Regions from separate parts of the Ovis aries genome. Here region 1 is linked to region 2. A link is a contact called in public Hi-C data. All regions are on one chromosome and are shown on one strand. The core of a region is the stretch at or near the end of the contact, and the rest is flanking DNA. Distances in the headings are between cores, read along the strand shown.

Region 1 (7,355 bases), core at 2,556-5,055, 170 kb before region 2:
TGTATTTAGATGTGCATTCATGCCAAAAGCCGCATGTGAATTTTTATAGCGGCTTTTATTCATAATTGCCCAAACCTGGGAGCAACCATCAGGACTGGGAAATCAAATCATTTCTGGGGGGATCTTCCCAACCCAGGGATCGAACCCAGGTCTCCTGCATGGTGGGCGGATTCTTTACCAGCTGAGCCACAAGAAAAGCCCAAGAATACTGGCGTGGGTAGCCTGTCTTCTGCTGACTTCTCCAGCAGATCTTCCCGACCCAGAAACTGAATTGGGGTCTTCTGCATTGCAGGCAGATTCTTTACCAACTGAGCTATCAGGGAGCAACCAAGATGTTCTTTCAGTAAGTGAATGAATAAACAAACTGTGATACATCCAGACAACAGATGTACATCTGGGAAAGGAGTTTTTTAAAACAATTAAAAATTGTTGCCTGGGAAATCCCATGGACAGAGAAGCCTGGTGAGCTGCAGTCCATGGCGTTGCAGAGTCAGACACTGAGGTGAAGTGAAAGTCACTCAGTCATGTCCGACTGCAACCCTATCCCGCTTCTCTGTCCATGGAATTCTCCAGTCCTGGTTGAAGCCCCCGCCCCCAGCACTCCCTGCCTCTCTCCCTGTGGTGGTCAGCACACTGACAAGCAGAGTCAGTGGGTAAAAGCTATTTGATGAAAGCAAAGGGACCACATATCACTGGATCAAGAAATTAAATACCACAGGCATGCATTCACTTATTGTCTCAAGGCAGGACTTGTTTCAAGGGCAGGGAAGCATTCTATGTGCCCAGGACCCTGCGGTTTTGCTTTTTGCCTGGGAGGTGTTTTGCTGCTGTCTATCTCGCTTTCCACATGTGGTTCCGTTGCGGGCAAGAACTTTCCATTGTAACTTGCAAACGATGTCAGACGTGCAATCTATGGCCCAAGGACAGGATTTTTCCTCCTTATCTTATCTTAGCGATCTCTCCATGATAGAAGGTATGACATTTTACCCTACTCTAACTAACCCACAATATTGATCCCTCTGCAGAAAGGGGCAGCCCGAGGAAAATAATGCATCCATCCATCATTCCAGCAGGTGGCGCCCTCTCCACTCCATCCTCATTCCGCTGACAGCCAAGGCTGCAATTCCATATCCTTACCAATTTACCTGGCAAATTAAACAGCTGAAGGCCAGGTCTGAAGTCGGGAAGTAATTTTAGGGTGCTTAGAACCTACCCAGACTAAAAGTTTATCCCTTCTGTGCAAAAATTTAGTGTATAGTCCAATCCTGCCCTTATTTTTGTAGATGAATTTAGCTTGAAAACTGGATTCTGTTTAGAATACTGCAAATATTTTGAGAACACTAAACCAGCTAAAATTAATCTCCTCAGCTGTTTTGTCTGATGTCACATCAACCAGTTTTTTGAGGGGCAATGTGTTGTACTGACTGAAGTGAAGTGAAAGTCACTCACTCATGTCCGACTGCAACCCTATCCAGCTTCTCTGCCCATGGAATTCTCCAGGCCAGAATACTGGAGTGGGTAGCCGTTCTCTTTGCCAGGAGATCTTCCCAACCCAGGGATTGAACCCAGGTCTCCTGCCTTGCAGACGGATTCTTTACCATCTGTGCCAAAAGCCCACAAGAACCAGACTCCCCATATTCAAACCCCACCTCCCCCAAAACTAAGAATTTTACAATTTGGGGCAAAGTGTTCAAGAGATGAGCTTTTCAAACTGTAAAATAGGGCTGATGATTAAATGGGTAAATAAAGATAAAATACTGAGCACAGTACCTGGTCTATAATAAAACTTAATATGAGCTATCATCTTCTAATGTTTGAGTGTGTTTCTACTATTTAGTGTGTATTTATGTCCTTTTCTTCCCATCCATCTTCAAGGTCCTTGAGGAGAGAGATAATGTCTCCTTCATCAGCTAGGTCCCAGGATTGGTTTTCTCACTTCTCCCAGACACCTTGCCCAGGGCTATGTGATCAACAAGGGGAAGTGGGAACATGTCCTTGAGTTTTGACTACCATCTATCTGAAATTCCTCTATCTTCCCACTGAGACTCCCAGCCCTGGAGTTATGTGGACTCCCCTTCCCACCACTAAAAGATTCACTTTCTATCCCAGAGTCTGATCTCATCATATTTAAAGCTTGGATATCATTCTTGAGACAAATAGGCTGCTTTATTCCATTGATGGGCAAGAGGGATGGAGGGAGACAATTGAATCATATTTAGTAACAGTACCAGGGCCCTAAGCATACCTGCATATATGCATTCAAGACACTGTGTTTTTAGCCAGTGAAAGGAGATATAAGCTTACAAAAGCATATTGATTTGTAAGCATCCTGGGGAGTGTGGGGGTGAAGGGTGTACCATGAGAAAGGAGGTGCGTGAAGGCAGGCATAAGTGAAGATGACCACAGGCCCTATCTATCCATGAAATCGTTAATCTGACTTGCCAACCAAAAGGTTTGAATCTGGATTTCTGGCTCTTGTTGAAAAAGAAGCAATCAGATAAGGACAGGCTGGCAGGGAGCCTGGCTGCTCCTCTAGACTCCACACATGGTCTTCAGTGCAGCGATGGTGTCCCCTCCCCTTCCCCCTGACTACAACTTTCACCTCTCTCCTGTGTGTTTTCTGCCTGGCTCCTGTGCATATCTGAATAGTGCCTGTTATTATTAACCCTCTTTGGTGAATAATTGAAGCTCAGGCAGTTGAGTAAATTTCCCAAGGTTGCCTAACTGAAAGTGAAGGAACTAGAATCGGAATTAGGGCCCATTATATTCTAAAATCCATGATCTTCATGCTCCATCAACCTTCACAGAGGAGATTTATGTGGAACACAAATATCAGTTAGAACATATACTCGGGGAGAGAAGTGGTGTAAGAGTCTGACACTGGGGAGTAGGGAGACGGGACTGAGGAGGAAGCTCTGGCGCTTGCTGGGTGCTACACCGCGGGCATATCACCTCATGTCGCCTCTCTGGCATCGGATGGGTCATGTGTAACATGAGCATGCCCAGGCCTACTTCACAAAGTTTCTAAGATCACAGGAGACGTCTGGAGAGTCCTAGGTACAATGGCAAGCCCTACAACTCTAAGGGATTGCTGGGCCAGCAAGGAGGGGGCTGGCAAATTGGTCCTGTTGTAAAGGAAGGTCAGGAGGGCTAGATTTGAACCAGACCTCTGGTGGCTGAGATGTTAAAGAATCAGCCTGCAATGCAGGAGACCCGGGTTTGATCCCTAGGCTGGGAAGATTCCCTTGGAGAAGGGAATGGCAACCCACTCCAGTATTCTTGCCTGGAAAATCCCACGGACAGAGGAGCCTGGCAGGCTAAAGTCTGTGGGGTCCCAAAGAGTGGGACAAGACTGAGCGACTAACACACTTTCACGAAGGGAAAGGAAAGAGAAGTCAGTCGTGTCCGACTCTTTGCGACCCCATGGGCTGTAGCCTGGAATTTTCCAGGCAAGAGTACCGGAGTGGATTGCCATTGCGTCAAAATACGAAAGGACTGGTTGAGCTTAGTTGTCCCTGATTGAAGGGTTAAGACGAGTACAGTTCAAATGCAGCCAGGGAAATCAGAGATGACTTCCTTGTAGACACTCAAGATTCGAGGGAGGGTCGGCTAGGTTTCCAACTGGCCGGTTTTCTCCCAGTCTCTCAGCACCCCGCCCAGCACCTGCCTGCGGTCCGCCCTCCCTGGGGGCCCGGCGCCCCCGCCCGCGCTCGCTCCTGGGCCCCCCAGGCCCCGCCTCTCCGGGGCCCGGGCCCGCCCCCCTTCCTCGGCGGGCGGGGCCCCGCAGCTGGGAGCCGAGCCCCTGCTTCGCAGCCGCTGCCTTGGAGCAGCCAGGCGCCCTCCGAGCGCCCGCGCGCCGAGCCCAGGTGAGTCCCGGTGGGTCGCCGCGTTGGGCCTGAGGGAGCACACCGAGCACCGCTTCTCAGCGCGTCGCGATGACTTTGAAACCGAAAACACATCGGCGGCAGGAGTCCGGCAGCTGCCTCCCCGCAGCCCGGCCCCCGCTCGCGCCCGGCGAGTCCCCGACGGCCGCGGCGGGTGCACGCGAGGAGGCCCAGGGGCCCGGACCCCGGGTCGGGAGAAGCCGGCGGGGCAGGTGGCCCCTGATGCGGGCGAGTGGGTGCGGTGTGTATTGGGTGGGGGGCGGTTGGGTTCCGCGGCCCGGAACGAGTTTTCTGAGCAGAGAAGGGGTATTCCGAGGATGGAGACTGGGGGTCCCGAGCTGGGGAGCGCCTCCAGGGCGAGGGTGTCCACTCCGCGGACCAGAGGCAGGTCGGGGTGCAACGGGCCGGGGAAGGACTTTAGGCGTGCCTGGCACGCGTGCCTGCAAACCCTTGTCTTCCCGCATGGCGCCGTGAGGCATCCGCTCTTTCCACTTTTGCAGGACCTTCCAGCCAGAATATTTTAGAATGAAGCTTAAATACTGGCATGCGTGGAACCTCAGGGGAGCCGTTCGATTGGGCGTGCTCATTTAGAACCACCCTCACCCCCAGCCAAGGAGAGCTCGAAGGGGTCTTGCAGGAAACCAAGACTCAGGTAGGAACGAGTTGCCCAGGGAACACCCAGAGAATTCGTGGAAACTGGGTTCTCCACAGCAGATGGCCTCGCCCTTGTTACTGCTCTGCAGGGTTTTGGCACTTCTGAGAATTCTCAGTGAATTCTGGGGCCGCTGCTCTTGCTACTAACCCCCCAGGGTGTCTCCTCTGACTCTCTGGGCTGTTTCTGCCCCCTCCTGCAGAGTTTCCATATTTGGCTATTTCAGATTTACTTTCATCAGAAGTCAGTTACCTCGCAGTGACGGTACCCAGGACTGCTAAGCGCTCGCGGTGGGGTTGGTGAAACGAGGCGTGGCTCCCAGCCGGGACTGTCCCCTGCGCACCCCACCCTCCACAGCCCCGGGCTCTGACCCGTGTCCCTTCCGGACAGGCCTCTAGTAACCAACTGAATTCAGTAAATATTTATTGGGCACCAGTGCTGGGTGAGAAGTGGGGAAGGGCCAATGGAATACATTCCTTCTTTCAGAGATACTTGCATTTTGAAAGGAGACATAAAATGAAAAGAAATTGGTTGAAGTGCTTCTGGGTATAGAACAGTTCTGGGGAGCGGGGGTGAGATAATTTTAGGCAGGGAAAGCCTGGGCTAGAACCTCTCAAATGGAGCATGCAGCTGCCTGCCTTGCCTTCCCCGCCTTCCCCACAGACAGCTGCAGACAGGGCTGTTAGCGCGATTGATGGTTTGGATGAAAACCTTATCATCTGAACACTCTCACCTCCAACTTCAATTTGAACAAGGGAGACAGACGTTGCTGCAGAAGAGATGAAGGTGCATTGGAGGCAGAAAATGTCCAACCTTTATTTATCAAGGTTGTTGTTGTTGCTGTTTTGGTTCTTGTTTTGGACTCGGTGGAATGGGCTGACCCTCAGATGCTGGAATCTCTCTCTCCCTGGGTTCTGGACACTGGGAGAAGAAAGCCTTCTGTCTGAGCCAAACTGCGGAAGCCCTGCCAGAGGGATGGTGGTGGAGGGGGAGACTTTCTCCGGTCCTCTGGGCTGAGGTCTGAGGACAAGCAGGGTTTCCACTGATCCGCAAGCATCATCCACCCGGCCTGGGTGGCAGAGTAGTGGAAAAACTATGGAAAGGCGATGGGGTCCCATTCGCTGGAAGTACTTGCTGTCACCACTGGAATGATTGCAGAGAGAGGGGGCTGGATGTCTGTGAGTCAGTCCCATCAGGCCAGCCTGAGAAGCAGACCTTCCGTGATTATCTCAGCTTTATTGAAGAGGACCCTGAAGGAGAAATATGAAAGCCTTGCTCATAAAGCCCTTCCCCTTTCAAAGCCTTTCCCCATTGCTCTGGGCATTTTGTTCTCATTTTGTCCTCCATGATACCCTTGAGAGTCAGGCCACAGCAGGATTATTGTTCACATGGCCCAGATGGGGAGGGTGAAGCACTGAGTGAAATAACCCTTTGGGCACCACTGCTGGGTGAGGCCTGGGTCTCCAAGGACTGTGGTTCCTCTGCCCCAGGCCCCTCACCTTGGTTTCTCAGAGCTACATCCACCCACCTCCAGCTCAGTGAGGGCTAAACAAGGGGAGGTGCCTGCATGCTGCCGCGCTTGGTTGCCTCTGACTCTTTGCGACTGTAGCCTGAGGACTGTAGCCCACCAGGCTCCTCTGTCCCTGGGAGTCTCCAGGCAAGAATACTGGAGTGGGTTGCCATTTCCTCCTCCAGAGGATCTTCCCAACCCAGGGACTGAACCCACATCTACCCAAGTCTCCTGCACGGTAGGTGGATTCTTTACTGCTGGGCCACCACGGCTTCCCTGGTGGGAAGAATCTGCCTGCAGTGTGGGAGGCCCAGGTTCGATCTCTGGTTTCAGAAGATATTCTGGAGAAGGGAATGGCAACCCACTCCAGTATTCTTGCCTGGAGAATCCCAGGGACAGAGGAGCCTGGCAGGCAAGGAGTCAGACGTGACTGAGCAACTAACAAGTGGACTCAGACTCTGATCATGCCTGGATGATCTGTTTCCGGTAACACAGAGCAAGTTTTCCTGGAGACTCTGCCCATGGCATGAACAGATACCACCTCTGTTAGTTCCACCTCCGCTAGCAAACTCAGGGTGAGACTCAGGGTATCTGGTCTTGTTTGTAGCCTGGCATCTAGCACAGAGGAGGACTAAACAGATGCTGGCATTGAATTCAGTGGAAGTGTGTCTCCCTTGGGCTTCGAGCTGCCGGGGTCCAATGGCTGAGAAATGCATCCTGGGTGGGGCTCTGGAGACACTGCGCTGCCAGCAGGACTCATCTGCACCCCGAAGTCAGCATAGCGCCGTCCAGTTGACAAATAGCTGTCTCACCTGCTGAACCACTCATCGCCTCGCCAAGAGCAGGGAGAGGCAGCTGCTGTCCTTGTACATTACCAGGCTGCAAGCTGGGCCTCAGACGTGACTTCAAACATCTCACAGCACGTGGGGAGTGGCCGGGACCCCAGCCCATGTCTTCTGACTCTAGTTCATGAGCTCTGATAGTTTTGTGGCTAGAGGAAACCAGGATTCTGGGCAGGAGGGTGGGGGGACCCAAAGAGCATTCATCAAAGTTTGCCTGACACCTCTGTCACCCATCCGGGTTCTTTAATAAGAGTCAGGAGACCAGGGCAGGAGGGCAGCAGCTGAGGCCTCCTCTGAACAGCAATACCTGTTCAGATGGTGGCTTTTCCCAACGTTCCTCTGGGGCAGGAGCTGTCACCCCAGTAGTGTTGTAGGTGGGGTGTGTGTGTGTGTGTCGGGGAACAAGCTGCAGGGCAGAAGTCACCCCCAGGGCTGCTGAGGCCAGAGCCAGGCTACAGCGTTTGCTG
Region 2 (7,729 bases), core at 4,094-6,593:
AGGAAAAAATCACACCATCTACCATAAAAGATCGTCCCTTTAAAAAGTTAACTGTCAAATGCCAACGTTTTCATCTTAAGACCCACTAAACAATGAATTATTTCAAATCCCAAAAGGTAGCCATCCCCAAAGTAGTCAGCTATAAAAGGTACTAAAGTAGTCAGGATACCTCGTTTCTAGAAAAATAGAGCTATACATGATAACTGATATTAATATTCATCCTTTTGAGGACAAAAATCTAGTTTCTTCACAAAGCATAATCCCTCTATCAGAAAAATATAACTTAAATACCGTTAAATAATATTTGTGTATGGATTTGAAATCCATACAAAGAAATAGCCAAAAACAGTTTCCTGTATAGATACTATGACATCTTGCAAAATAAGCCACTATTGGAAGGTCTGAGCAATGTCAAGACAGAATGACTTATAGAATCTCAATTATTAATTTTGTCTTAACTAATTTTGCTTTTTGACAGTTTAATATCCAAACCGCATTAACCTTCAGATTTTTCTCTCAAGTCAATGGCTCTTGGTAAAGCACAAGCATTGCTGGTTGGGCTCAAAAAGCTATTTGAATCCATTCATAATTGGTCACTGTGAAATGACTCAAATTATTTTTAACACTCACAATTTAAAAGATTAGATTAATAAGCTTTCATTTAACATGTAATTATTAAAGTCTTAAAAATATTTATTGTATATATTTTATGAGTAAACTTTCAACTCTGTTTCTAATGCCAATCTTTCAAAGAAAGTAATGCTGGTGAACACATTCATCTTTTAGGCTACCTTTGTTTTTTGTTTTTTTTTTAAAAAAGTTAAAATTCTCAGAATAATTTAGATATGTAGTCTGATTATTAACTTACAAGAATCTAAATATTTGATTTGGTAAAACTTCCTTCCCTGCTCTTACTGTCCATATGCCCTATTATAGGTATACTAGTTCAATTTAATTATCTATTAGAATAATACTCAGCAACATAGGATACAGAGGAGTAACTGATCTTCAGTATCATAAAACCCCATGTGAAGAAAAAAAAGAACTTTTCCTAATAATATTCATGAGTCATTCTTAAAATATGCTGCCATTATGCTATGTAATGATCTCAAAGGGCAAGTAAATATTACATAAAACATCAAAGGAAACAGACCTGTTAATTTTTAGAGTTCTAGCAATTATAATTCTAACAAACAAAATATAACACTGGGGGAAAAGAAAAGCAGAGAAATTCCAGTAACAATTTAAATTTATTTATCCCCCTAATTAGTTTTTTACCATTGAAAAACTGGAAATCAAATAGCATTATGTTATATAAGGTTTATACTTAAACAAAAATGTAACATAGTGTTAAAACTGGCTTTCCAAAACTGTTACAGCATAGCTGTACTCTGCACTAATAATCACAAAGTTGTAATATAGAACTCTGTTAAGCAGTCCCATTATGTTCTTACAAAAATAGAATTAAACTGTGTGACCAGACAAGGACTTCAATTACACTACTTGGCAAACATAGAATTTCAATAGAGTCTTTTTTCCTCTTGCAGTTTAAAGCAAAAGTCAAACATCACATCTTTTTCAAGACTCACAAAGATGATTCAGGTTGTTTGTTTGGCATTTTTTTAATCTCTATCACAACAGCAGGGATGTTTTCAACTTTAGTCCTCTTGGGCTGCTTCTCTAGATTGTCACTAAGTTCTAAACAAGAAATGCTAACTGATGGGGCCTTTTCTGCATCCTTTCCAGACTGGGCTTGTGGCCGTGTCCCACAACATTGCTTCAAAGCACACTGAGTTCTGCAGGCAAGTTCACACGGGACTACACTTGACTTAGAGCCTACACTAGCAAATTCAGGCTGAATGGTGGTAGCGTGAATTCCGTGATTATGGAAAACGTCTTTAATGATCTTAGCCACCTGCATGTATGATGTCGGGTCTTCACATTTTATGTGAGCAGTGGCAATGATTCTGCTTCCAGCAAGTTGCCAAACATGTAATTCATGAACTTCCTCAACTCCTTCAACATTTCGAAGTTCTTTTATCAAGTTTTTGATATCAATTTGTTTAGGAACAGTTTGGAGAAGAATAAGAGCAGACTCCTTAAGCAATGGATAAGTTGTGTAAAGAAGTATACAAACCATTACAATACAAAGAGTTGGATCTAAATACAGTACCCAGCAAGGACCAGCCTCTTGAACTGTTGCCTGAGTACTATTAACTAATTCTACAAATGCTTTGCAGGGGTCAGGTGTACATGGGTTCACACAAATCTCCCCTTCAGGACAACCTTTCCAATTAAAGTAAAAGACTAAGGCATTTACTACCACAATCACTGAACCCAAAGCATCTCCAAAGACATGCAGAAAAACTCCACGCATGTTAAGTTGTCCAGTCTTATCTTCATCCTCTTCCAATTCCACCTCTTCGGGTTCTCTGATAAGATTCCCATTCACTTGTACTTCCATTGCATCATTTCTGGACTTTTCTGGATCTACAAAGAAATAAAAATTCTGTATCAAACACATCTTAAGTGTTTATATAAACATTCTTGCCTAATTCCATTTAAGAGATGGAGGTGAAAATTTTTCATAAAACATACGAAGAAATGTGCTCAGAGCAATTTAATATAAGTTGACATACTGGGTACAGGCCAGGATATATGGTCAGGGGTAAATTAAGTATCATCATTAAGATGATACTCCTTTCTCATACTCCAACCTCCTACCTTCCCACTTCCAAATGAAGTTTACCTTTTCTGTGGGGTCCTGGGAACATTCTATACTTGTTGGTATATATCAAAAACAACAAAATTGAATGCTATCACCCCCAAATCATATGCAACTATGGATAAGTCTAATACAAACAGCTGACCTGACACAGAGCTCTAGTCACTTTTCATCATTAAAGCGTTAAGGTTAACTTTTAGACTTTTGTCACTTATAAATGATAAGAGTCCCTTGATAGAAGGGGTTTAGAAACTGACAAATCAACCATATAAGCCTATCAACAATCACACAGAGACTTCACGAAAAGTTGGAACTAAATGATCACTATCTATCCTACTAGCTCCTTTTAAGGAATTATACACACCAGAACAGCTTAATATTCTTTGGAATAACTCCTTGCAGAGTAGAAGTGAGAGGAAATTCAATTGTTTATTAAACGTTTTCAATGTACAACTTCAATTTCATTAACATGATATCCTGAATCCTAGAAAGAGGAAAATTGTCTATGTAGTGTCATGCGTGTGTGGTTTCACACAAATAGGTAAACAGAAATTGATATTTCCATATAAATGGAAAACAGTGGGAGGAAATACACCAAGCTATTAAAAATATCACTGAGATTGGTTAGTAGGGCATTAGGATGATTCCTTTTCCCATCTCCTCTTTCAACACCTATTTCCCAATTTCCTTCCAAGAGCACTTAATGTTTAGAATGAAAACTACACATTAAAAATATAAGATGAATAAATTATCATCACTTTTACCTTAGTACAGAAACGACAAATCCTAAGTGAAATGTTAAAACATGCCTTCCGCAAAAAAAAAAAAAAAAAAAAAAACCCAAAAAACATGCCCAGACAGGTCTTAAGTCTAGGATTTTCAGGATTGGGTTTAGACTTTAGAAAATTAACCGAAACATGCATTGCTGTTCATAACAGAAACCTTTAACCAAGATTTTGAGTTCAGGAAAGACAATCACTAAGATCGCTCTGAATACAACATTAAGAAACTTGTTTGAAGGGCAAAAGCGCTACTTGGACAGAGCAAGGTTCCAAACATCCAACAACTAAGGATCAAATCGAGATTCTCTCCGGTTTTCCAAGAGGGCCAAGAAATTTAATTAGGAAGCATTGCTGATCCTGCTAACGCCAAAATCAGACAGTCTCTTGGAACGACAGCCCGTAAGAGACTGCCAAGTGCAGCTGCGGACCGCAGCGGGCTGAGGGTCACCTCCTGACCTTTTGCCCGCTCTCACCACCGCGGTGCCATCTACACCCCCATATGGGGGCGGAGGACGCACTTCCCCGGCTCCTGACACCCGGCTGACAGCGGGGAGCGGGGGTGGAGGGGGTCGTCTGTTTCGGCGGCTTCCCCGCAGGTGCGGGAGCCCGCCCGGCAACGAGCGGCCCCGAGGCGGCGCGGCGCGGTCGGCTCGGGCGCCAGGGGGCGTGCGGGCCACCCCGCCCGGGGCCATCCCGGGGTCTGGGCTCCCCAGGGCCAACCACCTGCGGCGGCGACTTTTCTCTCCTCACCTGTCTGGTCCAATTTCAGCCCGTTGGAGTTGCTGCTGTTGGCCACCAGGATGTTGGTCTCCTCCTGGTCGGGACCCTGCTCGCCCGGGGTCACGGCGTCGTCGCTACCCCCGGCGCGGCTGCTCTTGCTGCGGGCCCCCTTGGGGAGGCCGTGGCTGTGCCCCCCGTGCGAGTGGCTGTGGCTGGAGTCGTCGCCGAAGCCGCTGTGGTGGTGAAAGAGACAGAGCCCCAGCACGTTGACCACCAGCCCCGCCACGCCGACCCCGAAGACCACCAGTGGCTGCTGCATCTCGTGCGGCTCGATGAAGCGCTCGATGGCCTCCAGCAGGATGGCGAAGCAGAGGCCGGTCAGGAAGATGGCGTTCACCAGAGCCCCCATCACCTCCGCCCGGATCCAGCCGAAGGTGTTCTTCTGGGTGGCGTGGGTCCGCCGGGCGAAGCGCTCGGCCACCAGCGCCACCACCAGCGCCAGCACGTCCGACAGCATGTGGAAGGAGTCGGAGAGCATCGCCAGGGACGTGGTCACCCGGCTCACCACCACCTCCAGGACCATGAACATGAAGGTCAGTAACAGCATGCAGAGCAGCCGGCCCCGGTTTCGACCCCAGCACCCCATGGCTGCGGCTGAGGAGCCCGCCCGAGCGCGGCCCGGACACTCCTGAGGAGGCGGCGAGGCGCCGAGGAGCCGGCGACGGAGGGAGGGAGGGCGAGCGGCGCGGGGCTCGGGAGTCTGCCGCGGGGCCTCGGTGACTGGACAGGAGCGGGCGAGCCCGGGGTCTAGCCGCCGAGCCCCCGCGCCTGCGGGCGTCCCCGGCCGGCCAGCGGCGCGCAGCTCCTCCTCAGGCGTCCGTCCTCGGAGCCGGCGCCGAGGCCCGGCTCAGCCCCAGCAGCCCCCCACACCCACAGCGGGGCGGCGGCGGAGGCGGCAGGGAGCTGGGGCTCCCGAAGCCCGCCGACAGAGAGCCGGAGAGGGAGCGGGCGGGCGGGCGGCGGGGGCGGGCGACCGGCAGCTCAGCGCTGAGGAGGCTCCAAGCATCTGCGGGTTCTCCGCGCAGGTCTTCCCCTCCGGCGGTCTTCCTCCGGTGTGGCGCGGACCGAGGAGGCGACGCCTGAAGAGCTAAAGAGGCGGCGGCCACGGCTGCTGCACTCGGCCCGGTGTCGGGCGCCTTCTTCGCCACCCGCCACCCCCCCCGCCTTTGCAGACGGTTTACAAAAAAACTTTGCTTTGCACTCGGAACCCCCGTTTTCACACGGACCCGAGCGTGACAAGGCCTCGCCGCCCCGCCCACCAGGCCCGGCACGTCTTCTCATTGGCCAGAACCCCCTCACGACAGCCGCCGCGTCCCGCCCACCCGCGCTCGCTATTGGGCGGAGGCTCAGAGGGGCGGGGAGGAGGCGGTGTCGCGGCTTCAACAGATGGGGGCGGGGCCTTTCCCTTCAGGAGCCGGGCGTGGGCCGGGGGCCGCGGCCGGGTGCAGCGACGGGCGTCGTGGGGGAGGGTAGGGGGCGCGGGCCGCGTGCAGCAGGAGGGGGAGGGGCAGGGCGAGGCAGGCGGGGTCCCCGCGGCGTGGCGGGCCTCTTGTCCAGGCGCTGCGGGTCCTAGCAGCCCACCTCACACCTGCCGGGGGCCAGCCAGCAAACAGACTTTGATCCTCCCAGCCGGGTCCACGTGGGGCGGGCCGCTCGGCCGCCGTGTGACAGTCGGCAGCCTGGGAGGGGCCAGGAGGGGGAGCCCCAGTGTGAGGGGCGGCGGGAGGCTCGGGGACGCGCTTCTGTCAGAAGAACCGCGATTAGGGCCGACAGACTCATAAACAAGTGCAGCACGTAACTTGTGACTGCTCAACACCGAGTTGAGGAGTTCGTCCAGGACGGTCCTGCGAGGCGTTGAATGGAATCTTTGTAAATGTTTCAATAAAGCAAATCACCCCCTATCGCCACCATCGCCCGGAGACCTTGTGTGAAGTCAGATATTTCTGTCACTGATTATCTAAGGATCATTCAGGGTGCAGACTTAGAGCAGGAGAAACCTGGGTTCTGGTTCTTGCTTTGCCACTAGCCAGCTGGGTGACTTTGGGCAAGTCAGCCGGTCTCTCTAGACCTGTTTCTTCGTCTATGGAGAGTAAAGGACTGAACAAGAGGAGATCTTAAGATTCCCCCTGACTTTAAAATTCTAAGGCTCTAAGACTTAAACATTGTATTTATACACTACAAACAGCAGAACCCAGTGTTGGTTGCTATGGGGAACGGGAGGGGCAGTGAGAATACGGAATAAGCTTCTGTCCAGGTGGAGGTGAAATATATAAAATTTTAAATTACGGTGAAATACTCCTGATAAATTGTGCCAACACTGCTTCAGATTGGATACATACCTTGCTGTGCTCTGAATGAAGACTAGCTAACTTGAAAGTGAAGGCTTCTTGAAAGTGGAGGGGTGGCTAGAGTCAGAGTGGCCTGAACTGGACTCCCAAAGGCCTCACTCGGCCCCTCAACAGCGAAAAGGACCTCCAACTGCTCTGGATTGCTGGGAGACAAAGACAGTGCTAGCCAGTGCCTCAGGGTCTGTATATAAGGCTTGTTTGGGGCCATGTATTTTTGCATTTAAAAAAATATTATTTCTAGAAAAGTTTATTCACTTGTATATGGTGTTTCTCATCTCACCATCCAGACTAGAGAGCCAGATCCTCTTCTATTTCTGTTCTTCCAGAATGCAAAAGAATGGAGGAAACTTCCTGAGATATTTATTGAGCAAGAATTGACAGGACTTGATTAATTGGGTATTGGGAGAGTGAAAGCTGATGAGGAGAATTTTAAAAACATAGTTTTTAACCCAACAAGGAACATATTGCTTAAAACAGGTGGAGAAGTTGGAAAGGGTGTGCAAGGAGCTGCTCTTAAGGAGAAAATACTGAGCCTGTTTTTTAATGTGCTGAATTTTCAGTGAAGTCTGGATGGTGGCACTGCTAAGGAGTGGGGAGATGGGATTGGGGACTTCCATAATCTTCTCTCCCTTGGTGAAGACAATGGATGTTTGTGAATTCATGTATATGAATACAGCCTCAAACCTCCTCCAAATCAGGTCCTCCTATATAGACACTGAGGAGCCACGTGTGGGTCAAGATATCCCACGGAAATGGCCAGGAGGCAGTGGAAGACCATTTTGCCTCCTATTGGGAGCTGCTGGGTCCCTTTACTTAAAAGATAGATTCCTTCAGGGAGTTCCTTGGTAGTCTAGTGGTTAGGATTCAATGCTTTACTTCTGTGGCCGTGGCTCAGCCCCTGGTTAGGGGAACTGAGATCCTAAAAGCCATGTACTGTGTGGGCAAAAGCAAAAAGAAAAGATATTCCTCCAAGTGTAAGTATTTAATGTCCAAAAAGAAACCAATAAGACGATGCCGAAGGCGAGGATGCTCAGCAAACAGTAGCAATCCTTTCAGTAACTAAGCAGACTGAGTTGGGAGACGTTCAGACCCAC

The links. Hi-C and Micro-C count contacts between places; a contact is called where the count stands out from the background.
Region 1: a contact with region 2 is called in a Hi-C map of tail adipose tissue, with 2.7 times the contacts expected there. The contact joins the promoter of TRAF5 here to the promoter of SLC30A1 in region 2. A contact is called at or near these places in 2 of 16 Hi-C or Micro-C datasets (skin fibroblasts and tail adipose tissue).

Annotation. Positions count from the first base shown.
Region 1 is chr12:71,521,325-71,528,679 of ARS-UI_Ramb_v3.0, reverse strand. TRAF5 (TNF receptor associated factor 5) reads left to right here and starts at 3,805. Exons shown (of 10, transcript XM_060396218.1): 1 at 3,805-3,866.
Region 2 is chr12:71,351,072-71,358,800 of ARS-UI_Ramb_v3.0, reverse strand. It overlaps SLC30A1 (solute carrier family 30 member 1), which reads right to left and starts at 5,343. Exons shown (of 2, transcript XM_027975969.2): 1 at 4,258-5,343; 2 at 1-2,490. The coding sequence starts at 4,873. The coding sequence ends at 1,586. It overlaps LOC121816105 (a long non-coding RNA gene), which reads left to right and starts at 4,164. Exons shown (of 3, transcript XR_009595758.1): 1 at 4,164-7,729.